6 separate regions of the Mus musculus genome follow, and regions 1, 2, 3, 5 and 6 are each linked to region 4. Evidence: chromatin contacts called from public Hi-C, HiChIP or PLAC-seq and promoter capture Hi-C data. All regions are on one chromosome and are shown on one strand. The core of a region is the stretch at or near the end of the contact, and the rest is flanking DNA. Distances in the headings are between cores, read along the strand shown.

The links. Promoter capture Hi-C pulls out the DNA fragments that hold promoters and counts their contacts. A called contact is a pair of places that touch in the nucleus more often than the background predicts. HiChIP or PLAC-seq counts read pairs in DNA pulled down with a chosen protein or histone mark.
Region 1: an H3K4me3 HiChIP or PLAC-seq map of the 230-238 cell line shows a contact between it and region 4, with 3 times the contacts expected there. The contact joins the enhancer-like site here to the promoter of Rbpj in region 4. A contact is called at or near these places in 1 of 15 datasets of contacts at CTCF or cohesin (pro-B cells), 43 of 484 Hi-C or Micro-C datasets (the AML12 cell line, B cells, the G1E-ER4 cell line and 31 more), 15 of 115 datasets of contacts at active chromatin or transcription factors (the 230-238 cell line, the SCID.adh cell line, bone marrow-derived dendritic cells and 11 more) and 3 of 9 other capture datasets (adipose tissue, liver and pancreatic islet).
Region 2: a contact with region 4 is called in an H3K4me3 HiChIP or PLAC-seq map of bone marrow-derived macrophages, with 2.7 times the contacts expected there. The contact joins the enhancer-like site here to the promoter of Rbpj in region 4. A contact is called at or near these places in 3 of 115 datasets of contacts at active chromatin or transcription factors (bone marrow-derived dendritic cells, bone marrow-derived macrophages and thymic regulatory T cells).
Region 3: an HNF4G HiChIP or PLAC-seq map of pancreatic cancer cells shows a contact between it and region 4. The contact joins the enhancer-like site here to the promoter of Rbpj in region 4. A contact is called at or near these places in 2 of 15 datasets of contacts at CTCF or cohesin (large pre-B cells and pro-B cells), 1 of 484 Hi-C or Micro-C datasets (cerebellum) and 1 of 115 datasets of contacts at active chromatin or transcription factors (pancreatic cancer cells).
Region 5: a contact with region 4 is called in a Hi-C map of peritoneal macrophages, with 4 times the contacts expected there. The contact joins the enhancer-like site here to the promoter of Rbpj in region 4. A contact is called at or near these places in 2 of 484 Hi-C or Micro-C datasets (Sertoli cells and peritoneal macrophages) and 3 of 115 datasets of contacts at active chromatin or transcription factors (embryonic stem cells, extraembryonic endoderm stem cells and forebrain).
Region 6: a contact with region 4 is called in a promoter capture Hi-C map of liver, with 4 times the contacts expected there. The contact joins the promoter of Sel1l3 here to the promoter of Rbpj in region 4. A contact is called at or near these places in 7 of 39 promoter capture datasets (the C10 cell line, embryonic stem cells, hippocampal neurons and 2 more), 1 of 15 datasets of contacts at CTCF or cohesin (large pre-B cells), 10 of 484 Hi-C or Micro-C datasets (Sertoli cells, cerebellar granule neurons, cerebellum and 5 more), 10 of 115 datasets of contacts at active chromatin or transcription factors (astrocytes, bone marrow-derived macrophages, embryonic forebrain and 7 more) and 1 of 9 other capture datasets (adipose tissue).

What each region holds. Positions count from the first base shown.
Region 1 is chr5:53,278,615-53,282,553 of GRCm38.p6, forward strand. No RefSeq gene overlaps it. Among named protein-coding and RNA genes, the nearest start is that of Gm40303, 13 kb to the left of the region's middle. Within about 2 kb of position 2,612, at least 15 of the 459 cell types and tissues checked have an H3K27ac peak or open chromatin away from gene starts, as enhancers often do. A contact at or near this core is called in the 230-238 cell line, pre-pro-B cells and pro-B cells, where this site is marked.
Region 2 is chr5:54,023,723-54,027,425 of GRCm38.p6, forward strand. All of the region lies in intron 1 of Stim2 (stromal interaction molecule 2), which reads left to right. Among named protein-coding and RNA genes, the nearest start is that of Stim2, 27 kb to the left of the region's middle. Within about 2 kb of position 2,114, at least 72 of the 459 cell types and tissues checked have an H3K27ac peak or open chromatin away from gene starts, as enhancers often do. A contact at or near this core is called in bone marrow-derived macrophages and thymic regulatory T cells, where this site is marked.
Region 3 is chr5:53,100,403-53,104,308 of GRCm38.p6, forward strand. No RefSeq gene overlaps it. Among named protein-coding and RNA genes, the nearest start is that of Gm17182, 53 kb to the left of the region's middle. Within about 2 kb of position 1,754, at least 33 of the 459 cell types and tissues checked have an H3K27ac peak or open chromatin away from gene starts, as enhancers often do. A contact at or near this core is called in pancreatic cancer cells, where this site is marked.
Region 4 is chr5:53,588,123-53,592,020 of GRCm38.p6, forward strand. Rbpj (recombination signal binding protein for immunoglobulin kappa J region) reads left to right here and starts at 2,364. Exons shown (of 11, transcript NM_001080927.2): 1 at 2,364-2,602. The coding sequence starts at 2,583.
Region 5 is chr5:53,185,655-53,189,292 of GRCm38.p6, forward strand. It overlaps Sel1l3 (sel-1 suppressor of lin-12-like 3 (C. elegans)), which reads right to left. Exons shown (of 24, transcript NM_172710.3): 3 at 2,302-2,428; 4 at 298-419. Among named protein-coding and RNA genes, the nearest start is that of Sel1l3, 26 kb to the right of the region's middle. Within about 2 kb of position 1,712, at least 31 of the 459 cell types and tissues checked have an H3K27ac peak or open chromatin away from gene starts, as enhancers often do. A contact at or near this core is called in peritoneal macrophages, where this site is marked.
Region 6 is chr5:53,211,575-53,215,502 of GRCm38.p6, forward strand. Sel1l3 (sel-1 suppressor of lin-12-like 3 (C. elegans)) reads right to left here and starts at 1,878. Exons shown (of 24, transcript NM_172710.3): 1 at 1,556-1,878. The coding sequence starts at 1,732.

The sequences.
Region 1 (3,939 bases), core at 1,362-3,861, 310 kb before region 4:
GCTTTGGATTTTGTTTTTTGAGACAGGGTCTGTCAGACCAGTCAAGCCTTGAACTCCCAGAGATCCACCTGTCACTGCCCAGTAGAATTTTTTTGTAAATTGAATTCTGATGTGAAGAAGTAGAAGTAGTGCTATTGTCTAGATTCTATTTGAGTAGATATCCGTGTAGTAATAGCTATTTGTAGACAAGGTGAGCGGCACACTTCTTGTGGCAGCTGTGGCATTAGGTTCTCCAGAGAAACAGAACTGATGAGATGAATATGATTTACATCAGTGACTTACAGGCTGTGGTTCACCTAATCCAACCATGCCTGTCTTATCAATGGAAAGTCCAAGAATCCAATAGTTGTTCAGTCCAAAAGGCTGGACTTTAGTATCTACCAGAATCCCGAAAAAGTCGTCTGTAATCCCCGTGAGAGCAACGGCAAGCAGGCAGAGAGCACACACTTCCTTGCATGTTTTTCGTATAGGCCTCCACCAAAAGGTGTGGCCCAGACAAAAGGTGGATCTTACCACCTCAAAAGATCCCGATTAAAGGTGGGACTCCCAGTTCACGTGGTTCAGTTAAGAAAAATCCCTCACAGGTGTACCCAAGCACTTGGGTTTTAGTTATTTCCGGATAAAATCAAGTTGACAACCAAGAATAGCCAACACAGCTGTTACTGGAGTGCCCGTCGCCCACCGGGTTCCCCGCCAGGAGTCGCGGCAGTGATGCTAAGACCCAGTTTCCTCTTGCTGGGCTTACTTTCTCCCTCCCTTGCTTCCTTGTCTTTGGTTCCTTCTGTGTCTGTCTTCTGCCTTCCCCTCCTCCCTACGACTCCCCTTTTCCTTTGATCCCTCTCACTTCTCACTTCTCACTTCTGGTACCCTGCCTACTTTTGCCTCAGGAGGCTACACGACTTGGTACTGTTCTCAGCAGAAAGCCTTGTGTTTCTGCAGCCTGTGTTTTCACGAGGTGCTTGGTGGCAGAATTTCATAATTGTCAACTTGGCATTCTCTTAACACACTGCTGGCTCAATTATGTAATGACTGGCAAACGGGAATGAGATTGATAGTTCTAAAACCAAAGTCATCATTTTGGGGAGACATTGCCTAATATAGAATTGACGTTCAGTTAACAACCCAATAGAGGGAGCTGACTAATTAGTTGTGCATTTGCCTACTGTTTTCCTTGGAGGGGGCACCAAGAAGTTATGTAATTTAAAGTCAAATCGTGCAAATGCTCCATGGAGCCTGATGACTGAGGCATGTACATCTTCTGGGCTGAAGGACTGTGGCAGCAGACTCTCCTGAGTCAGATCTTTGTCCTGGGACCTACCTCCCCTTGTCTTCAGTCTACCTTTTTGCAATGATACAAGGGCTTCCTATCCTCAGTCACCTTGACGCTTGTAGCAGGAGTGTTCTGTGTCTCAGACAAGCCTGCAGAGGGCTGCCCATGCCTGCCCCATGAGTGGCGAGAGGTGCCCTAGTGAGGATAGACAGAGGGCCTCACAATCCAGGAGTCCTAGTGTGCCCCCCTCTCCCAAGGACAGTGATTGAAGCACTTTCCTTATAAGAGGCAGCTTAGGTGCATTTAGGAAACAGGTCTGCTATTGACTAGATACATCGGGTTCTAATTTGGTGATTTCCTGGGGAGGGTAATCATTTCCCAAGTGCTTTGAACGACAACACTTCTACTGTCTGTCACCTTTCTGGGATAGAGACTTCCCCTTTAGGGGAAAATCAGACCATTACATCTTAAACCTTTTGATCTCTGGATAGCTTTACACTTTTTAAAACACACTGTCTCAAGGCTGTAAGCAGGAGAGCAGCGGTGGGGTTACCCAAGATCCCGCTTTGCCCTCTGCATGCACGCACAAACATGACACATTTTTTTAAAGCTCCACATTGTGTTCATGCAAATTATACCTATAGAAAAATGCACTGTATTACTACATTCTTAAAAAAACAAGAATTATATTACTTTAAAAGTGTCAATTATGATTATGTAGATTAATAGAATGTTGTATGAGAAAATTTTATTTTTTAAAACATAAAGTAGTTTCTGGGAAAACAGTTTAGTGGGTAAGATCACTTTATGTAAGCACGAAGACCTGAGTTCAAATCCCCAGCAACCACATAAAAAGCTGACATGGCCACAAGCACCTGAAACCCCAGCACTGAGGGGAAGAGACAGAAAAACCACCGAGGATCGCTGACTGCCGGTCAAGCTCCAGGTTCAACGAGAGACCCTGTCTCAGACATTCGGTGGCAAGGAGAGAGCAGGGCAGCTGGCCCCCGAATGGCTTCCATCCATACTGACATGTACCCACATATCTTTCGTATACATGCACCACATATAAGTACTTGTGAATATCTGTCCCAACAGAAGACCTTTGCATTCTCACGTTTCTCTGCCTTGGGTCTCTTTTATTATTATCTCTGCATTCGCACGAGGGCATGGAAGCAGAAATGTTTTCAAGGGAGGTTTTGAGTTCTTGCTCCTCAGTCAAACCTTTCGAGGACTGTGTAGTGGAATCTCATCTGTTGCCCTGGCTGGTTAGTTGTCCTGGACCTGTTTTGCTGTGTTGGAAGAGGTTGTAACAGGAGGGGAGGAACTGAAAGCATACTTGCTGTTACTGGGATAAAGAAAGCTCCATCCAGCCATTCAAATGCCCAACGGTACCTCCTGTGGGTACATTTGTAAGCCCACAGCCAGAAATAGCAATACCGCTGAGCAGTTGCAAATTTCAGCCTGGGAACACTGAAGTGTGTAACAGGACCATTCCCTTTGGCTGATAAGAAGCTCAGACACTGGGGCTCTGCTCTTCAAGAACTGCCTATGGATACTGGGGAGAGGGCTCAGGTTAAGGGAACCAATAGTTTGATTCCCAGCACCACACACTCACGACCCTCTAAATCCAGTCCAGGGTATCTCATGCCCTCTGAGAGCACCAGTCATGAATGTGGTGAACACCCATGTGATATGTGCTCACACAGAAATAAAACTTTAAAAGAAGTGCCTGTGAATGTGCGGCATGTCCATGGTCACTATGGTGACCTCATCCCCTTCTCACGCCATTTTCTTCTCACTTTAGTTTTGGTCTTAGACTGTATGTTAGAGCCTTCATTCAAGATGAGGCATGGCATACATGATATGTATTCAACTGAAAACTCATTTATAGTTAATAGAGATGAAGTAAAATCATACAGATTAATATATTAAAAATACCTTTTTAAAAAACCTTATACTTTTTTACAGTGCTAAAAAACTAGTCTTGAGAAGTACCTAGAATTCTGACTTGTGGCAAGGGATGGAGCTATGGTGTGGACGGAGCTCTGGACGACAATGGTGGCCTTGTTTTAGATACAGCAGTGTTTGGGGATCATTACATTATGGGCTTTACGAGTCTGGTGCACCACTGCATTCTCCCACCTGTCAGCTCGATGCACAGTGGGCACTCCATCGATACTGAGAGATGGTTACCTGGAAGAATGGAGTGGTAGTAAGGACATGGGGTGCCCACCTTTAAATGCCAGGCAGATTTTTTTTTTTCATTTGATTTAGTAGGAGGCATGAAGAAACTTAAGCAGGAAGTTTCCTGAAGACTTCAAAACAAAGCCAGGCTGCTCTCTCTAGAGCAGCCCTAATCATAGATCGTGGTTAGCAGTGTTGTTGGGCTGTTCTTTCCTACCCAGAATGATCAACAGACATGAGAGAAAGATACAAAAGCATTTAGAGTCACTTGACGAAGACGCTGGCTGGCATCTTGCGTCATGGATCTGTTTTATTTCTACTGCAGCTAGTTTCATTACATTTTGCAAAGGTCCCCAGGAGAACGTGAGTTAGAAATAAGACAAGGAGCTAGGGCCGTCGTTCACTTGTCAGTCAGAGTGCTTGCTTGACATACTTGAGGCCCTGTGTTCAATTCCCCGTACTACGAAAGGGTGGGTGTGCTA
Region 2 (3,703 bases), core at 864-3,363, 440 kb after region 4:
TAGGACATTGTCTGAGGTACTGAGAGTATACAATAAGTTATGTGGTATGTAGCAAAGCTTTGTAATAGATTCATATTCTGTAACAAAGCTACAGTTGGAAGTAGAATTGTACAGTGGAAATATAATATGAAAAAGACTGACAGATTTAAAATGGACGTTTCCTTCTACATTTATTTATTTGAAGGAGATAGTGTTATATTACATCATTTTGCTTAACTCGTAGACAGGGGAAAGCATGTAAAGGTCTTGGAATATACTTCTGGGTTCCTAAGTGGCTCACATAAATCTTCAAGGCTGGATGTTTTGGTATGACACTGATAAATTCATTATATGGACATCAAGTGGATCTGGAGCACCATATTTTCTGAAAAGTTTCTGTTAACAATAGGCTTATCAAATTGTCACCCGGATTAACACCTGGCTAATGGATAAACTTCCCATTAAATCAGGAACATTATCTCAAGCAGGATTGAAATAATGGGATTAGATGCTTGAATTCTTCATGTCCTCTGGCAGAGAAGATGGTGGCTGTAAAATACCATGGAACAGAAGCTGGCCTGGAGAGCTCTCACCTCTTTTTTACAATCTGGATTCTGCAAACAGTCAGAGACCCTTCCTGTCTGCCAACTGAAGTGAAGGACTGAAGGGCACAGAATGGACTTCCTAGTAAAATGGATTTATGCTACTCTAGTAGGCGTATTAAATACATCTATTAATAGGATTGTTGTGAATATAGGAAACAAATGTTGAACACTGCATTCAGCACATAGTAACTTCCTCAAAGCATGACATAGCTTTATGATCATGTACAATTATTTAATTTTTAAAAGCGCTTCAGGTCTTAGCTATAATAAAGGATTAAAACTAGAATGAGACTGGAGTATGGTTAATTGCTACTACGGCAACTGCTTTGACAAACTTAAACACTAAGGAAACTTAACAATTAATGATACTGCTTTGCATGTTGGGTAAGTACAAATATTTGAAGAGGGGGCCATGCTCCATTTCAGTACTTAACCCTGCTGGCTAGCCTAGAAACACTATTGTGTAGCAACACTAGCAGATTAAGTGTCCTGCATGAGCAAAACCCAACGCTTTGTATGAAGTGACTCATTTGGTCCTCCCAGCAGACTGAGGGGAGGAGTCTCATGTTATAGGAGAGGTATCAGAGTCTCGGAGAAGCTAAGTGCAGTTCACAGGGCTGTTAGATACAGGCTTCACACTAAATGACTGTCTTCTGTCTGTTGATTAGTAACACCTTTGAATTATAAAACTTGTTTCATTTTAGAAACCAGTGATTTCTGAAATGTGCTGTTTCCTTTCTTAGTTAAAGTGTACATTGTATAGTAAGCAGGAATAAGCTTACTGTTAGCATATATGCACAGGGACAGATACTCTTAGTGGGTGTGTTGATCTGTTCACTGTTGTCTTTCACAGGCTTACATCATATGATATTTACCTTTCAAAGTGTTTTATACAGTCATCAAAACTCAGCTTATCTGTGTTTTTCAAAGCACATACTTGCTAGTTAGCACCTACATCAAGAAGTCCATTGTTCTTAGTACGGTTGTTCTTCTTAATCATTTGTCCTCTCTCCACGGTGACCCACTGTCTTTGGAGTTTACTTGTTTTTGATTAAGTACCAATGCAACCATGAGCATATAGTTATGCCAAATGTATTTATTGTAAAGCTGTATATTTTATGCTTTAGTAAATGCTAAGGTGAAAGATGACTATCATGCCTTGGGTTGTAAATGAATTCTCATTTGATTAATAGAATTGAGTTTTAGTGTATGATATGTGAAACAAAATATGTGAGTTCTTTTTCTATGTTTTGGCTTAGTAATGTCAGAAGGTAACTTTTGTATGAATGGTGTTTATCACACTAAAGAGTCAAGGAGCAGTGAAACTTTCTAACAGGCCGGTGTTATTTGCGTTATGAGAATGCAATGTGTGTGCATACATGCTTGTTTACTCATACAGTGTTGGTTCATCTTCAAAAGTACCATGGTGGCTGATTGAAAGTTAGGTAAACATTGCCTCCCAGTTACATTTAGAGAGGAGATTTTAACAAGCTGAGTGCCATGACCAGTTCCTCTTATTTGGTGAATGAGGAAGTTGGGGCTGTGGATCTCCTCATCTGTGGTTAAATAGAAGAGAGCAGAACTCTGACAGGTAGGACAGTGCCTTTTCATGTTTGCTGTAGAGAAAATCTGTGAGGAGAATGGAGACAGCCAAGTCAACAAATGGCAGTTTCTTTCATACACTTAGTTAGAAAGATTGCTTACCATTTTAGTACAAGGCCAGAATATTATTTCAGTTATGCCTGCTGGGTACATGTTCTGCATGCTAGAGCAGGGGGTGAAGCAAAGCCGTGATTGGACACTGAGTGGGAATGATGAACAGCTGGGCAAGTGTGCATGCATAGCCATGGGTGATGCATGGTTCCGAAGACACTGCAGGGGGAGGAGGAGAGGGAGAGGATGGGGAGGGGGAGTGGGAGAATGTGACTATCAGAGACCGTGTGTGTATGTGTGTGTGTTTAGACGGTGGTCGATGCAACCGTATAAAGCTTCTTGACAACCCTGACAGTAAGTACAGAGACGCATGCGATGCCTTCCCTTTCTCTTAGCTAGAGGGTGGCATGGTTGTACTTTGCAGAAACTTTGAGTAGACTCTAGGGCAGGTAATAAGCATTGGCAAGAGTAGATGAGGCCAGAGACAGTGTAGGAAGAATGCACAGGACTTTTTAATTTTTTTTTTAATTGATGTAAGGATACTGGGGCATTGTGACAATAATAATTAAAAAAACCCATAAATATATATGATTAAAAATGTTGTAGAATATTGTAAACACCAAATAGATACCTAAAATTTTGTTTTGCCTTCTACAGTGTTCTGGGTTCCTTAAAGTATAGACCCGATCTTAATATTTTTCTCCTCCCTCTTATGGTCTTCTTTTTGCTTGCTTTGTCCAGACTTTCTTTCCTGCTCAGTAGTCTTAAAAGTCTCTGTTAGTAACTTTTCCCTTACAGAAATATAAATCAGCATTCCTAGTACGTTCAAGGGTCTGGGTTTGATACCAAACAAGGCAAACTAAATAAATTACTATAACTTAAAGAATACCACATGTGCATTAGTTACTTTTCTGTTCCTCTGATAAAACTTTAAAGCCAAGGAAACTTTAAGAGTTGATTTGGGCTTCTCATTCCAGAAGGGTGAGAGGAATCCATTACACTTGAAAGCAGGGAGGAATGTCAGCTGAAGGAGGAGGCTGGACGCTCCTAACTTCAAACTCAAGCATGAAGCAGAGAGAGAGAAAACTAGAAATGCAAGGAGCCTTTCAACTCTGAAAGTTCACCTTCAATGGCATGCTTTCTCCAGCTGGGCCATACCTCCTAAACCTCTGCAAAGAGCCCACTGACTCGAGAATGCTGTTCAAACACCTATGACTGTGGGAGTTGTTTCTCATTCAAACCACCACAGTATGTATGACTATCATTACACCAATCAATAATTTAATCATTTTAAATGTAATTTAATTTTTTAATTTGTAATTTAATTGGTAATTTAAAATAAAATAATTTAATTATATTGACCTGTGTCAAAAATTTTATTTCAAGGAATTGGTTCACGTGATAATAGAGATACAAGGACAGATAATAGAAGTACAAGGACAAGTTGGCAACCTGGGACCTTGAGC
Region 3 (3,906 bases), core at 504-3,003, 490 kb before region 4:
CACAGGCCGAAGTGGTGACCACAGAGCCTGAATGGGTCTGCTCTCGGTTTTCTACATATATGTTCTGTTGTTTAGCTTAGGGTTTTTGTGGGACTCCTGACAGTGGGGGTTGGGGTGTCTTGACTCTGTTGCCTGCTCTTGGAACCCTTTTCCTCCTACTGGGTTGCCTAGTCCGGCAGTGACATATGGGGTTTGTGCCTAGTCTTATTGAATCTTGTCATGCCATGTTCAGTCGCTGTCCCTGGGAGGCCTGCTCTTTTCTGCAGGGAAATGGATAAGCAGTGGATCTAAAGGAGAAGGGGAGTGGGGGTGGGGAGAACTGGCAGGACTGGGGGAGGGGAGACTGAGGTCAGGATGTATTGTATGAGAGAAGAATACATCCAAAGACAAAAGTTAACTTTATTTTATACTGTGATATTAATACAAGATAAGGGGTACACAAAAAGAGAATGGTTCTGTTTAATAGAGCTGTATTTGTATGCTGAGTTGACCAGGGATCAATTTTTCAACTTGAGACAAACTAGGGAGATCTGAGAAGAGGGAACATCAATTGACACAATGCTTCCATCAGGTATACTAATAAGCCACCCTCTGGGGGCATTTTCTCCCTTGATGATTAACGTGCAAACCACCCTCAGACAGGTGGTCCTGGGTTGTATTAAAGAGTAAGCCTCAGCGAGTCGCTAAGAGCAAGCCAGTGAGCAGCCCTTCTCTGTGATCCACTCTAGTTCCTGCCTGGAGCTCCTGCCTTGAATTTTCTTTCCATGACGGACTGTAAGTAGGCAGCTGAGATAATGGCGTTACCTTTCCAAATTGTTTTTTTTTTTTGTCAGTGTTTTTTGTTTTGTTTTGCATCAATAGGAAGAAAACTAGAATAAGGAGTGATTTGAAAAATTCCCTTGCCTTAATAACCCAGCAATTACATGCAGGAGACAAAACAAATATCAACGAACACGGAGGTCTGACAGAGGACAAAAGTGTGTACCATTCTCTTCTATTATTCTGAGGGAGATTTGCCAATTAAAGGAACAAGAGAGGAACAGGGGACAAGACACAGTCTTCGTGACTGTGTTACATGTATGAGAGCTTACCAAGAAAGAAGGGAACCCTGAGCAGCAGAAACTGAGTCCTAAGTGAGCGTCACTGTAAGCAAGGAAACGGAGTTTGTACCTCAGTGAAGAATGAATCACGGGAAGTACTTCGGAAACCTTGGGGTGTTAGTGAAGGATAAAGGTTTTTGGGTTTGCTGTGAATTAAACCCAAGGGTCTGCCTCGCTCAAGCCTTTGTTCAGGACTCTGCCTCTGAGCAGTGTCTCTGGGCTTTAAATGTGTTAGGTTGGCTTACACAGGCCCGACTGTGAACTGATTCTTACCGATCACAACTCTCTCTCCTCTCCTGGTACGAGAGGGTACCCTGCGAGGGAAAAAAAAATGCCTTGCTTTTAGACAGAGAAATGGAAGGCAGAAATCTCTTCTGTATCTGTTGACTCTTAAGAATTCGTAGGAAGCATAGTCGTGTGGCATAGCCTGGTCTGTTTAAGGTAAATAAGCTCCAGTTGCCCACTGACCCCAGAAGGAGAGTCGTATAGAGCATGCGTGGATCCCCACACCCACAGGCTGGAACCACATGTCCAGAGTCCAGCCTGGATCTGTTGAACCACATAAACCCGTGCCCCCGCCCCCCCGTCCCCGCCCCAGGTGCCTGGCTTTGAGCCTAGACATCTTGCTGTTGTTTCTTCTTCAGAATTGCTGTAGCAATGGCTGATTCATCTGTGAGGTGCAGGAAGTGTGTGTCTTGATTTGCACTGGTACTGTGGGAACCAGAGATATATATTCAGAGTCTCAGATTTCGACACTCCAGGAATGCAATTGCGGTCACCTTTACACAGAAGGCTGATTTACCATGGTTTCTCCACATCAGAGGAAAACGCCATCCCAGCAGAGGGTCCTGAAGTGCTGACTGAAACTCGGCCAGATGACCCTTCTGAGTTTGGTTCAGCTCCCTTGAAAGGCTGGTTGTGGGTGAAAGTGCAGTAGAGTTACCATGACTGACCAGAAGAGGAGTTGAGTTTCGTCATGTGGGACAACACATCTGTCACACACTGGTAGAAAGTTATACACTGAGCCAGATGCAGTACTGTAGTAAAGGCTTTGAAAAAGGGCACAAGGACAAAAATGTTCTCTGTCTCCTTTGTGCTCAGGAGTGAATCACAAAGTCTGCTCAGGCCCCAGGAAGTCATTTGACCTTGAGAAGCTTCTAGATCCTCTGAAAGCAACAACACACTCACCCTGTCTCCTTCAGCCCTTAGGGCCTATGGCTGGGTCTGGGCTCCAGATCCCCGGTGCCCACCACCTCCACCATTGGAGGCTTGTGCTTGGGATCAAAGAGCTGGACCAGGAAGTGACCTAGATGCTGGCCCCTGGGTTGTGTGATGGGAAGGATGGGGTGGTCCTCAGATCTGTCAGGCCACTTGAGAGTATCTGAACCCTAGTCATCAACAGAGGTCAAAATATTTTCTCACAGGACACTGGAGTCTCCATGCTGGTCCAAGTCTGTGTGTTGTGGGGTATAACGGAGCCTCCTAATGCCCCAGAGTGTCACCAGGATCCTTGCTTACAGGTGTAACAAAGCAATTTGAGGGAAGGTGGACTTAATTTCATCTTACAGTACGAGAGGACACGGTTCACCAAGGAAGGGGAGGCTGCAGGAGCTTGGGACCGCTGGCCAGATGGCATCTGCAGAGAGAGAGAGACACGGATGTAGGAGTTCAACTCACTTTCTCCTATTTCACTTGATCCAGAATCCCAGCCCATGGGATGGGGTGGCTTGCCTTTAGGGTGGATCTTCTCACCTCAAGGAAGCTAATCTAAAACTCTTTCAGAGATATGCAGAGGGTTTTCTTCTAGGTGAAGAAGATCGTGCCGGCTTGACAGTGTCAACCACACTCAGTGATACCGAAAGCAACAGCTTGGTGGGAGGGAGCATCCAAGCAAGACTGGCATCTCTGACTCTGGGAGGAGTCATGAAGCATTTGGAATGGGTTTCAGAAGTGATACTAGTACTGCCAGGCTTGAAGATAGCTTGAGTCCAAAGAGCTAGATAGAACCCAAGTGGCCTGGATGGGCCCCTGGGTTGTGGGACGGGTAGGATGGGGCAGTGTCCACTGCAGGATGACTCAGCCCTCTTCTGGTGCTGAAATTCTTATAAGGCTTCCCAGAATCTCTTTAGACATCCCCTAAGTTCTACCATGTGCAATTTTTCTTACACCGGTGACTCTTTATATTCATTTGCAAAGACGGCAATCTCAAACCATCACGGGCTGGGTGGCTTGAGCAACAGAGATTTATAGTTCCGTGGAGCTGGGAACTCATCAAGGTGGGGCACACTCCTCCACTTCCTTGATCTGTTTCCCTTGAGGGTGGGAGTCGTGCACCTTGAGTTCTCCTGTGGAGCCATGCAGAGGGTAGCCTCGGGCACGGGCTTCACGTGCCCCCCCCCCCCCCCCACTTTACAAGCACGATGACTCATCATGCACAGATAGGCTTGCGTGTGTCCCATGACAGGGGTGGAGAGCTCTCTCTCTCTCTCTCTCTCTCTCTTCTTTCTTTCTTTCTTTCTTTCTCTCTCTCTCTTTCTCTCTTTCTTTCTCTCTCTCTCTTTCTCTCTCTCTCTTTCTCTCCTCTCTCTTCCTTCCTTTCTCTCTCTGTGTATGTATGTTAGAGAGAGGGAGAGACAGGGAGGGACAGAAAGAGAGAGGGAGGGAGGGAGGGGAGAGAGAGACAGAGAGAGAGAGAGAGATTGATTGTGTTTGATTTCAGAAAAGGGCTGTTAAGCAGAACCAACTGGAGCCTTGAGGGGTGGCCGCACCCAGACCTCAGCATGCACCGACTGGCACCTTTCTCATC
Region 4 (3,898 bases), core at 1,114-3,613:
CTCATGGCCTTCCGTCCAACATTAGTGTCACAAACCGTCACACTAGGCCTAAAAATCCTTGAGGAAACGTTTAAAGGCATTTTACCTCCGCAACACTCTCTTGTTCTGGATGAGACATGTTTTGACATAGCGTATTAAATGGGCATACGTCCTTTTAAAAATGGGAAGTAAATAAATAAAGCGATAGGCAAACACATATCGCATACCCTTAACAAACCTTCAGTAAGCAAAGCTTTATTTCAACCAGGAGACATTAGCTATTAGAGGGTTCACTGTCCTTTAAATGTCAAAACCCAGTCTTCATTTGTGGGTGCATGATGCTAGCAAGACACTAGTCCTACACAGCACCACGCCAATCTGAAAAGTGGCAGAGTGAAGAAGGGTTCTGACAGCTCTTGGGCAAGTAAATGAATTCAAAAAGGGTGCGTGGAGAACAGCAGCCACTAACGTATCTGATGAAACAGTACCTAGAACGGGATGCTTGCTACAAAAGAATAGAAAGAGGAAGGAAACAAAACTGGCGTTTTAAGTCATCTGGGGGGGAGGGGAGACAGAAACTGGTATGTATGTAGGATTCCTTTAAAGGCTAGGAACAGACTAAGGGGAAGCTATTTAAATCGTGTTCTCGTACCACAATGCAAACGTTTGAGATCGCTAAGCTCAGCTTTCCCGGAGCCTTGCCGGCTCACAAAGCCATCGAAGACACTATAAAGGAAAACAAAACAAAACAAAAAACAAAACAAAAACAAAACAAACAAACAAACAAAAAAACCCCAAACCAACCATTGCTAGAATAGTTAAGGGAATCCAAACTTGTTGTAGAGCAAGTGAAGTGGAGGCCAGACTAGGTGACTCAGATGCATGACTCAAAGCCGACACGGGGCTGGCTGACAGCTCCCGGAGGCGGGGGGCACCACGTCTGTCACATTTCAGGAAAGTACCAGGCTCGGGAGGGCGACAGGAAGCCTCCCCGGCGCGTGCGTGAGTGTGCCGGGGCGGCCTCAGCCCGCCGCTCCCCGCCACGCGCCCACCGCCCCGCCCCGCCCCGCCTCGCGGGCGCCTGTCGGACCCTGCCTTCCGCGTCCCGGGAGCCGCACGGGACGAACACCTGTCGGGGCCCCGGCTCTGCGCGATGTAGGGCGCACGCCCAGCCGCCCGCGGGGTGGGTAGGAGAGCGCGTTCTCGCGAGGCTTAGGAAATTTCCCACGGCCCGTGTTGTGTCTGAGCCGAGCGGTGGAAGGCGCTCGGGAGGAGGTGTAGCGTGAGACTCCGGCTGCCCGCATTGCGCACATGCGCAGTGGCGCGAGCGCGCCGCGCCAATCCTGCGGCGCTCCGGAGCGGGTCTCGGGCGGGCTGATCCAGTTCTCCGGGTTTTTTGTGGCTCCCTGCGGGAGGCAGGCAATGCAGGAGCTGGGAAATCTCTTGGAAAGCAAAGGGCCGGGAAGGGGGGGGGGGGGGAGCAGGGAGGATCAGCAGGTAGGGGACCGGAGGGACAGGTCTCGGGCCACCACCTGCCGAGAGGTGTCCCAGGCAAGACAAGCATCGGGCGACAGCATCGGGCCACCGCCGGAGGAGCTGTTTCTAGGCAGTTACCTACACGTCTGCACCCACACCTACATCCTGCAAGCTGGCTGCTGCCATGAGTTCCCCAGGCAGTCGGAGCTGGGCGGGTAGCTCGCTCCCAAGTGCCCGGGCTTGTAGTGGTGGCTCTGGGGACAACCATTCGGGGCTCTGACGTGTGGGTGCAAAGTGAACATCGGGGGGTTAGGGGGGACACCTTTGCGCGAGGCTGACCTCGGGATGACCCCAGCTCGCATCGGGGAGAAGCGGCGAAAGGCACAGAGCTTATCCCCTAATGCTTTTCCCCTGCAGAGCTCTTGGGAAGGGTCAGCTCACGCGGCGATCACGCCTGTCTCGCCGCGTGTGCGGGTCGTGCGGGAGCAAATGAATGGAGACAGTCGCTGGCAGGTCACCGGGGACCGGGGCTCTGTCCCGATCTCCGCCGCTCCGGCACCTGATACTGAGATTAGCATAAGGGAGGTGTCCAGTGAACGTCGGAATGAATGAAAAAGGCTGGGAACCCGCGGCGAGCGGGAAGCCACTTGGAAAACACCCACTCGAGGAGGCGTCTCCTCTAGGCCTGTGAGACGCTCGCATTTTCCCAGGACCCCTCCTCCCGGCCCCGGGGCCCCGCCTCCTGACCCCTCCAGTCCCGGTCCCCGTAGTAATGCCCTCCGGTTTTCCTCAGTCTCCACGTACGTCCCCGAGGGCGCGTCCCAAAACCCGGATAACCGGAGCGCTCCCCATGGACTACTCGGAGGGCTTGTCCGCGGAGGAGCGGCCTGCGCATGCTCCATCGGCGGGGTAGGTTTCTAGGGAAAGGCAGTGAGCAGATCCCTTAGTCCGCGGGCGGCGCGAGGCGGCTGGCTCCCGGCGGCGGCGGCGGCGAAGCGGGGAAAGACGGCGCGGGGGCCGGGTGGCAGCGATCGGCGAGGCCGAGGGAAGGGGCGGGGGAGAGGAGCAGGGAAAGGCGGCGGGGGGAATCTCGCGAGGGTTGGAGTTTTGGCGAGAGTTTGTGGAAGATGGCGCCTGTTGTGACAGGGTAAGTCTGAGGGGGCAGCGAGTGCTGGGAACCGGGAAAGTTGCGGGCGTCTGACCGCCGGCGGCAGGCGGCGGGCCGGGGCCGCGCGGCGCGCCGGGGCCTCGGGAGGCGGCGCGGGGCGGCGACGCGATGGCGCGGGCCGGTGCGGGGCTCGCCCGTGCGCCGCGGTGGAGCGGGCTCCGGGCGCGTGAGGGCGGGCGGTGGCGAGGCCGGCGGCTGCGGGCGGAGTGCGGCCGGCGCGCGGGGCCGTAGGCACCGTGCCCGGCGCGCGCCCCCCTCGGCGGGCCTGGCGGGGATCCCGGCGCAGCTTTGTTCCCCGTGCGTGGCCCGCGTCGCCTGTCCTCCCAGCCGCTGCCCTGGGCGCCGGAGCGCTTTGTCTGTGTGCGCTGCCCCCCGCGATTCTGCCCCCAGCCCTTTGTTTCGCCGCCTTAGGCTCTCTGTGGGAGCCGCTGCGCGCCCCGCATCCCGTCTGCACCTCCACTCCGCCCGCTGTCCCTCCTCCCGTGCCCCTTTGTTGTATCCCTCTCTTCAGTAGCTGGGTGACCTGCCATAGCCCTGGCACCAGATTACTGCCGTTCTCTTTCTTCCATTGTCTTTCTCGTGTGTATCCCCTCTCACCTTTTTCTCTTTGGTCCTCACCCCCCCCCCCCAAGGCTTTGTCTCCCCTATGTAGTGTCTCATTCTCTTAGCATCCCCTTCCCCTCGCGTCACTGCCTGATTTATCCGCTGCCCACTGTGTCTGTCTGTTGAACTGTCTCAACCCCGGGGACTCCATCTGGTGCTTCTAAGTGCGCACAGACTCTAGGGTTTGCTTTTGTTGTTTGAGTCTGGGAGATGCTTGAGATACTTAAGTTTGCTCCTTCCGCGCCCCTCCTTTCTTCCTTCGCACCCATTTCTCTCGGGATCACACCCCTACCCACCCCTATGCGCCCCTCTCTTGGGATTAAAACGACCCCACTTTTCTTTGCCATCTTTCTGGGCCCGTGATTGTTTTGCTTGGTAAGAGTAGCGCTGGAAAAGGATCTCGATTTCTTGATGGTTATTGCCGTCCCCATCATTGGCTTCTGACGGCCCCAGGCCAAGGGCATCCGCAGTAGCCTTGCACCTGGGTTACCTGAGGGCTAATGGAAGGGTATATTTTAAGACTGTTAGAAGTAGGCTCAAAGGTACTTCCCACCCCCCCACCCCACCCCCTGTTGGTGATGGAGAATAGTTTCAGATATTCGCAGTGGATGTGCGTTTGATGTGAATAGGAGGTGAGTGAATTTTGATGTTGTAAACTTGTGAATGTTGGGC
Region 5 (3,638 bases), core at 462-2,961, 400 kb before region 4:
TTAGTAAGATTACTTGACTGAGTCTACCCAAAACAATCAACTCTGTGTGTGTGTGTGTGTGTGTTAATGGAAGAAACGAGCCTCTCTTTCCCCACTCCTGTTTTATTGGATTACACATCTAAGTGGCATAATTACAATACACATACAATCCTCAATGCTGCTTGCAAAATAAAGCGTAGTTTAACCTCCTAGCGCCACGGCACTGACAATATCTTCCTTATCCCGCACAGATGCTTCTGCCAGGGGAAAGAGAATAAGGAAACTACAAGATCATTCCCAGGCTCTGTTGATACTCACCGTCTTCCGTAAGAAACACAGAAGGCGTGCCGTACATCTCATTAGAATCAACAAAGTACAGAATTCCACAGAGGCTGGCCTCGCAATAATGGAGTAAATAAAGCCACAGTGAAATGGTGACCCTAAAGGAGGGAGGCAGAAGGAAAATTCTGCAGATTGATATCATCCGAGAACAGGTAATTACAGTTAACAATGACCAAGTAAATTGCTTTCTTTCTAACGAAGGGGTGGATTTGCCTTAGTGTTCATCAGGGGAGATCAGCTTGCAAAGCCTGAGATTTTGAGACAAAAGAGGTAGTTATAGTAACTGCAGAGATAGGAGTTAAGCTCTTTTGTACAAAACCCGCTGACGCTCTACCTTTCCCGAAATGTTCTGGGGGGACTCGCTGAGATGCTCACATGCCAGCAATCTGAATCCCTCATTGAGGCTGATAAAGCGAGACAGTGAATAAAAATATGGATTTTAATAAGAGGTGATGTGATAAGGAGCTATTCTAATATCTGTGATTAGAAGAGGGGGAGAAAAACCATAATTAGGGCTTTTTGAGCAATTTTGTTTCTTTCAAGGATGAAAGCCCCAACTGTAATGCTCTGCAAATGGCCCCTCACGTGACACGTGGACACAAATGTGCTGTCCTCTCTCTCATGTCCAGGTGCTTCAGTAGTCCAATTCTAGCCAACCTATAGGATACAGTTCATTTAATTATTCCATTTCTGCATGGGGCTATTTCAGTTGGGGGAAGGAAAAAAAAAAAGACACTATGGCAGAGTAGATGGCTCAGATGGTGCTTGCCTTACAGACATGACGACCTGATAACTCAGCAACCCAAGAGTAGTGGTACTTGCTTGTAATCCCAGCTCTGGGGGAGTTGGGGGTGTGAGGGGAAGACAGGAGACTCCCAGGAGGCACACTGGCTAGCCTAGTTGGCAGGATCCAGCCAAGTGAGAAACCCTGCCTCAAAAACAAGTTGGACAATTCAACCTGGACAGCTGACGGTTGACTCCTGGCCTCCAAATGCATGCACACATGCATCTACCTGCACACAAACAAAATGCACATACATGCACATACAAAAGGGAAAAACTGTACATCTGTGACTTAAGGAACGAGGATAAAATATCCAAGTCAGCTAGGACAGTTTTAGCCAAGATACAGTGCTAGAGACCAGTAGTTCAGAGACAAGGAGCAAGGAATCAGAGGGTTTGGTGTATGACATGTGACTCGACATTAAACAAACACATCCTGCTTTTTCCATTCACCCCAGTAGCTAATTTGAAGCCTGGGTTAAGGTGGCAGTGGCCCTCAGTTCTTTGGAGGATTCAGCCAAAGAACTCTTTCAGAATATTCTGGGCTTCGTAAGCTGGCCTTGAAGTCAGTGTCACATTATGCAAACAGATGGTGTCACAGACTTCCCTCCTGACCCACCCAGCTGAGCAAGCTCATGAAGATAAGTTATTACAAGGAAGCTTAGCGAGAACATACGCTCGGCGAGTGACTCAAGATCTTTCTACCGCCAGCAGCACAGGAAGAATTAAATCACTCAGCTAAATCCATCCGATCCGAGGTGAGCTAGGCGCCATTTCCAGCATCTTCAGCTCAGCAGAAGGAAAAATAGATGTGGATTCTGCTGAAGTCAGTGGAGGAGAGCAGAGGCCCCGAGGGTTCTAGCAAACTTGTCCAGTGTTCCAGGACCGAACAGGCCAAGGCCATGAGTACAATCTATGCTGGTTGTGGATGAGTGTGCCTGAAGCCTCAGCAGACCTAAGCTTCAACACCTTGCTGCGTGCTCTCTGGGACCAGCCCAAAAAAGACGAAGGAAAGTAGAAGATTCCTAAGTGCAGAAATAATTTCCACCTAACATTAACATTTCCTGGTTAATGGAACTGGAGGGTTCTCTTTAAGCATTTGTGCACAGAACCCCAGAAGGAATTCTGCCACTAGCCTGCCAGGTGGTCAGATACAAACAGGCCCGCCCCACCAGCCCCCGACCTGCCCACCCTTACATGGGGTAGTCCACGCGCTGGCTTCGAGTGGCCTCTAGCTCTCTGTTCTGGAAATTTTGGAGCTTCTTCACGATGCCTGTGTTTTCTCCGCTGGAAGCATAGGGGAAGCTGAGGAGGGCAACTGCATCTGCAAACATCATAGAAGTCATCTTTGGTTCTCTCCAGAGAGGCACCCCTTCCCAACTCACACCCTCAGTTCCCCCCAAATGGTTAAAGCAACAGCCTAAAATGATGAACGAGCGAGCGAGCGAGCATTCGCAGAACACAGAATCTGAGCCGGGAACCACCACGCTAGGCATAGCAGCAAGACTGTCCTTATTGGTTCTCATCACAATCTTAGAAAGAAAGGTTTTGTTATCAGTCCCATTCTGTGGAGGGGAAGTCCAAGGTTACATTCACAAAGTTCAGAAGCTATAAGGACAGATTTTTTTTTTTTTTTTTTGGTTTAAATTCTGGCATCGATCTATCCATCCACCCATTTTCAAGATGGGCCCCAGGCCTTGCACAAGGTAGGCAAGCCCATTCTGCCGCCCGTTACCATCTCCAGCTGGTGTGTTCTTAACCACATTGCATACAGCCCTTTAACTCGAGGGAAAACATTTTCGACTTGTGTTACAAAGACGTTCTCACTTTGACAGAACTCCTGATGGCACAGTCATTGCTATACATATCACATATACATTATTACCTTGTTGAATCCTCATTATTATGGCCAGGGTATAGACTGGGGAAACAGAGGCAGGGTTTGCCAACATGGTAACTAACATTTGGTGTGTGCCAGGCAGTGTGATAAGCACATTTCAAAGGTCATATCAGTCATCTTTATGACAAATCATCAAGTGGGACATCAGCACTTTCACTTCCACATTTTTTTTTTCACTAACACGGGACTCTAGAGCACTGGCATGTCCTTGACAGATCGTATAGGGAAAATGCAGGCTCTCCAGTTCTTTATCTAACAACTGCTGCTTTAATGAAGGCTAAGTATACATTTCTATTCTCCATATTCACTTGGCCTAGGAATAGCCATGCCTTTCTCTTTCCTAAAATTCTCTTAGATTTAAACATCCATAATTCAATGATAGAAACAGCCTACTCTTCCTGGGTCTCTTGGAGAGAAGACCCAGGTTTCTATAAGAGTCATCAAACACACAGTATCAGTACATATCACAGGCATTCTCAGCCTGGGACACTAATCAGCTCAGCTCATTTCCCAAAGAGAAACAAGAAACTGTCCTAAGTGTAGAAGCACCTTGAGGTTGATATGATCTGAAAATCTCAAAAGCAGTTTTTAGAATCTCCAGCCCTTGTATATATATATTTAATAGGATTAAGCA
Region 6 (3,928 bases), core at 628-3,127, 380 kb before region 4:
GACTGCTCAACTCCATAAATTCTGGCTGTGCACTAACCAGCAGTGCTCTGTATGCAGGATCATCTGTTTAAACAAAACCCCCCGTCATCTGACATGGCAGCTTTATTTATGAGTCTGTGTACTGTAACCCCGTGGCATAAATATTAAATAATAACATCCCTTGGGCAAAAAAAAAAAAAATCATACCCATTACGTTACCTGGCATCTTCTTATGAAAATATAAAGTAAACCCAACCACACACACACACACACACACACACACACACACACACACACACACACACGGTATTAGTTAATCCTAAGGAACAAGTATATAAGAAAGGATTGTTCAACAGGTAGAGAGAGGGGCACAATTAATATTTGCATTTTTACACTGCCTTGCTTCAAGAAATGAAAGAGTCAAGAAGTAAAGAGTGTTGAAAACAACAGCAAACTTGCATAGGTGACAAGTTTCTTCAAACCTAAATTTCAAGCCCTGTCAGCACCTCCTTAGCAGGTGAGCTTAGAAGACGACCAGAATCCAAACACCGTCAGTGCACATGAACGGGGTTCTGGACAATGACATTGCTCGTTTTTTAAGCATTCTGTGAATTTCCTATTACATCAGTTTCATGATTCAGCATTTTCCTTTTCATTTATTTACAGTAATATTCGGCGAGATAACCTAAGCTTTCCGCAGGATCCTGGAACATAAGGTAGGCTGGGCAGCAAGGGTGTAGCCTTCTGTAAATTTACTATTGCTCAGAACTCAGGAACAAATGGGAGAGAGCAAGTCAGCCAAAGAACTGGGAAATAGCTCCTCACCTTACTCTGAGGGTCTCATTTTCTCTGGTATTTAAAATAGGTGACTGCCATCTAGTTTGTAAGTCTAACAGAAGGCAAGAAGTGTGCAAATTGCAAACTGTGCATAAGCCAAACGCAGCTCTGAAACGACAGCGTTCAAGACGCAACTAAAGTCACCACTCTGGCGGTAAGCGTGGTACAAAGAAGTAGATTTCATTCTGGCACCCGCAACTTGGCTGGAGTGACCAAGGAGTTGAGAAAGAGCCTCTGGAAATGCGATGTGCGGTGGCACAGAACCGTCTGGACGGAAAGAACCCGATGCAAACTCAAAGGAGGGTCGGGGTGGGGGGTGGGGGCAGGAAAAAGGAGAAGTTGGGCACACGGAGCAAAGGAGCTTCAAGAAGGTGAATGAAAAGCCTAGGACAGGTGGGGACAGGGCTGGGGAGCCACGATCCAAGGGGCGGGAAGCAAATGCAGGGTAGGGAGGGTCCAACGTCGCTGGGGACAAGAAGGGTACTCTAGGGGAACCTAGCCCTGGTCTCCAGCAAGGCGATGAGGAAGAGGAATGACTCCAGCGAGAGTAGCCCGCAAGTCCGGTCCACGCACCCGGGTACTCATCCCAAGGGCTGGGAGCGCCCGGGACGCAGTGGCAAGGAAAAGAGACAAACTCGCGGCGACGTCCCCACCTCCTGCGGTTGGGGTCCCAGGCCACCCCCACCCCGTCCCCAGGGCCCGCGCAGAAGGAAGGACCCTAATAGGGTCCGGCGCTCACCAGGTAGCAGAGAAAGAGCAATGCGCTGGTAGGGCGGCCGCCGAGGCCCGGGGAGACACCGCGGCTCGGGGGGACCATGGCTGCGGCCGGGGGACCGAAAGCGGGCGGCGGGGGCTGCTGCTGCTGCTGCTGCTGTCGCCGCCGTGGCCACCAAAGCCCCGCGCCGCGCCACTGCATGGCGAGGCCGCCCGGATCCCGGCCGGAACAGGTCACCTGGTGCAGGGACCGGCCCCCGCCCGAGGCGCCACCTTCCCTCCCGCCCCCGGCCGGCGGCCCGCCGCGCGCGGGGCCACCTGCCGCTGCCACCGGACCCGCCGCCGCCACCGCCGCCACCGCCGCTCCCGCCGCCGCCCCCGCAGCCCCAACCGAGCGCCGGCTCCTCCCCGCTCGCAGTCCCGTCCCCTCCCTCCCTCGGCCTCCCTGCCCAGCCCGCCTCCCTGGTCGTTCCCTCCGAACCCACGACGTCCACCCCTCCTGGCCGTAGGCGCCCACACAGGTGGGGACCTCGTGGTCCCGCCCCCCACCCCGGCCGCTGTTCGCCCCCGGGTCCGCGGGGCTCTCGGTCGCCCCCCCCATCCCTTTCTCTTGCTTCCTCCTCCGCCCCTTCCGCGCCCTTGCAGTCCGCGATCCCCCCCCCCCACCCCTTCTACTACCCACTTTCTCCGTTTCCTCCACGTCCTTTCTCCCCAACTCCCTCCCTTCTCCATCTCTCTCTCCCGCATCTCTAGCGGGTGCCCACCCTGCTGCTTGCCTCTCATTCCCACTTCGCGCCCCAGCACTAGACAGTGAGGTTTGTTTGGTGGCTTGGGGGTGGAGGGGTAGTGGTGGCCCGGGCGCCATTCCGGCAGGGCGGGGGCCGAGAGTGCTTTCTTGGAGTTGAGCCACGCAGCCGCTTGGCTTCTAATCCTTAGGGATGGATTTTGACCCCTGCTAACCTCCACCTGTCACCTGCAGGGCTTGGGGCTGCTTTCCTGCTTGCAGGTTTAGAGCCCAGGCTGTGCCCCACCCTGCCGCCTGATTGGCGACTCGTTCTGGATGTTTCCCCAGGGTTTTGTGCGGTGTGGCCGCTGCTGCCTCCGCGCTCTTTGTTTTAATTGTCTGGAGTATTGGCGCCCAGAGCGGGTTTGTATTTGATTTGCATCCCTGAGCTCTGGCTTCCACTTGGACGAGGAGAAAATGAATTAATTAGGCCAGTACAATCGTACCCAAGCCCCAAATGAAAGGAGGTGAGGCCCTTGAAGTGCGCAAACAGCTTTTTTTTTTTTTTGAAAATCAGGACACATCCTAGGTTTTGGGGAGGCAAGGTGAGACTGGATGTTAGTAGACCTGGGTTCTGGAGCCACTGGCAGGTGACATGAGACTCGTGGACAGGGCAAGCAACTCGGGCTTGCCCTGTAGTTCCAGGAAGTGCTTGGCTGTCCTGCTGCTGAGAAGACTGCTTGTGAGCCAAGGGCTGGTGTCCTGAGATAGTTAACCCATGTTGAAAAGTTTGTCCCTTTGGCACTGATGTGGATGTGTGTGGATGGGAACTATTAATAGATTGGAAGCCAAGGAACACAACCCTTTCCCTGAGGAGTTGTCACTACTGTGGTCCAAGTAATGCCAGGCGCGGTGGGGGGTGGGAGGTGGGGCGGGGAGGATCGAGGAAAAGCTCAGAGTCAGTTTCTGGACCTGGCTACAGTGGGGCTATCAGCAAAGAGCTGGGACTTTCTTGCTCATTTTTGGTTTCTTAGGTTGCCTATGAGTTCTGGGCCAATCACAGCTAGAAGGCTCTCAGACCTTAGTTTAGTCTGAGGCATCTGGAGAACAAGCACATAGATGGCAGAGTGCCCCTGAATTCTGTCTCAGTCGGTCCTGGATGGTGTCTACCAGAGAAGCCCCCTGGTGAGTGAGTTTCCAAGGTGACAGTACAGAAGCAGGGAGGTCTCACTTTCCAAGCCATGGGCTTACAGGAAGGATGCTGCCTGTCTGGCCAGCTGCAAACACAATAAAGCACTTGGGAAGTTTGACAGATGTTGCCAGGATGCCTGTCCCACTTCCACAGAAACAAAGCACTTAAAATTCTCCTCTGTGATGCAGGGAACTATTTATTCCATTTAGTGTCCAAGGGAACAAAAGATGGGGTGGCTTTGTCCCAGATCCCATCTGTATTTTTTTTTCCATCAAAAGAAAAAATATTCCACAGATTTTTTTTTCCTCCTGATTTTCTTTTTTCTTGTTTTCTTTTTTTCCTTTTTTGAGACAGGGTCATGATTCTATATACCCAAACTGGCCTGAAGCATGAGATCTTCCAGCATCAGCCTCCTAAATGCTGGGATTGCAGGCAAGGACCACCACATTAGGTTGTTAATATGTGTGTGGGAAAATGTGGGC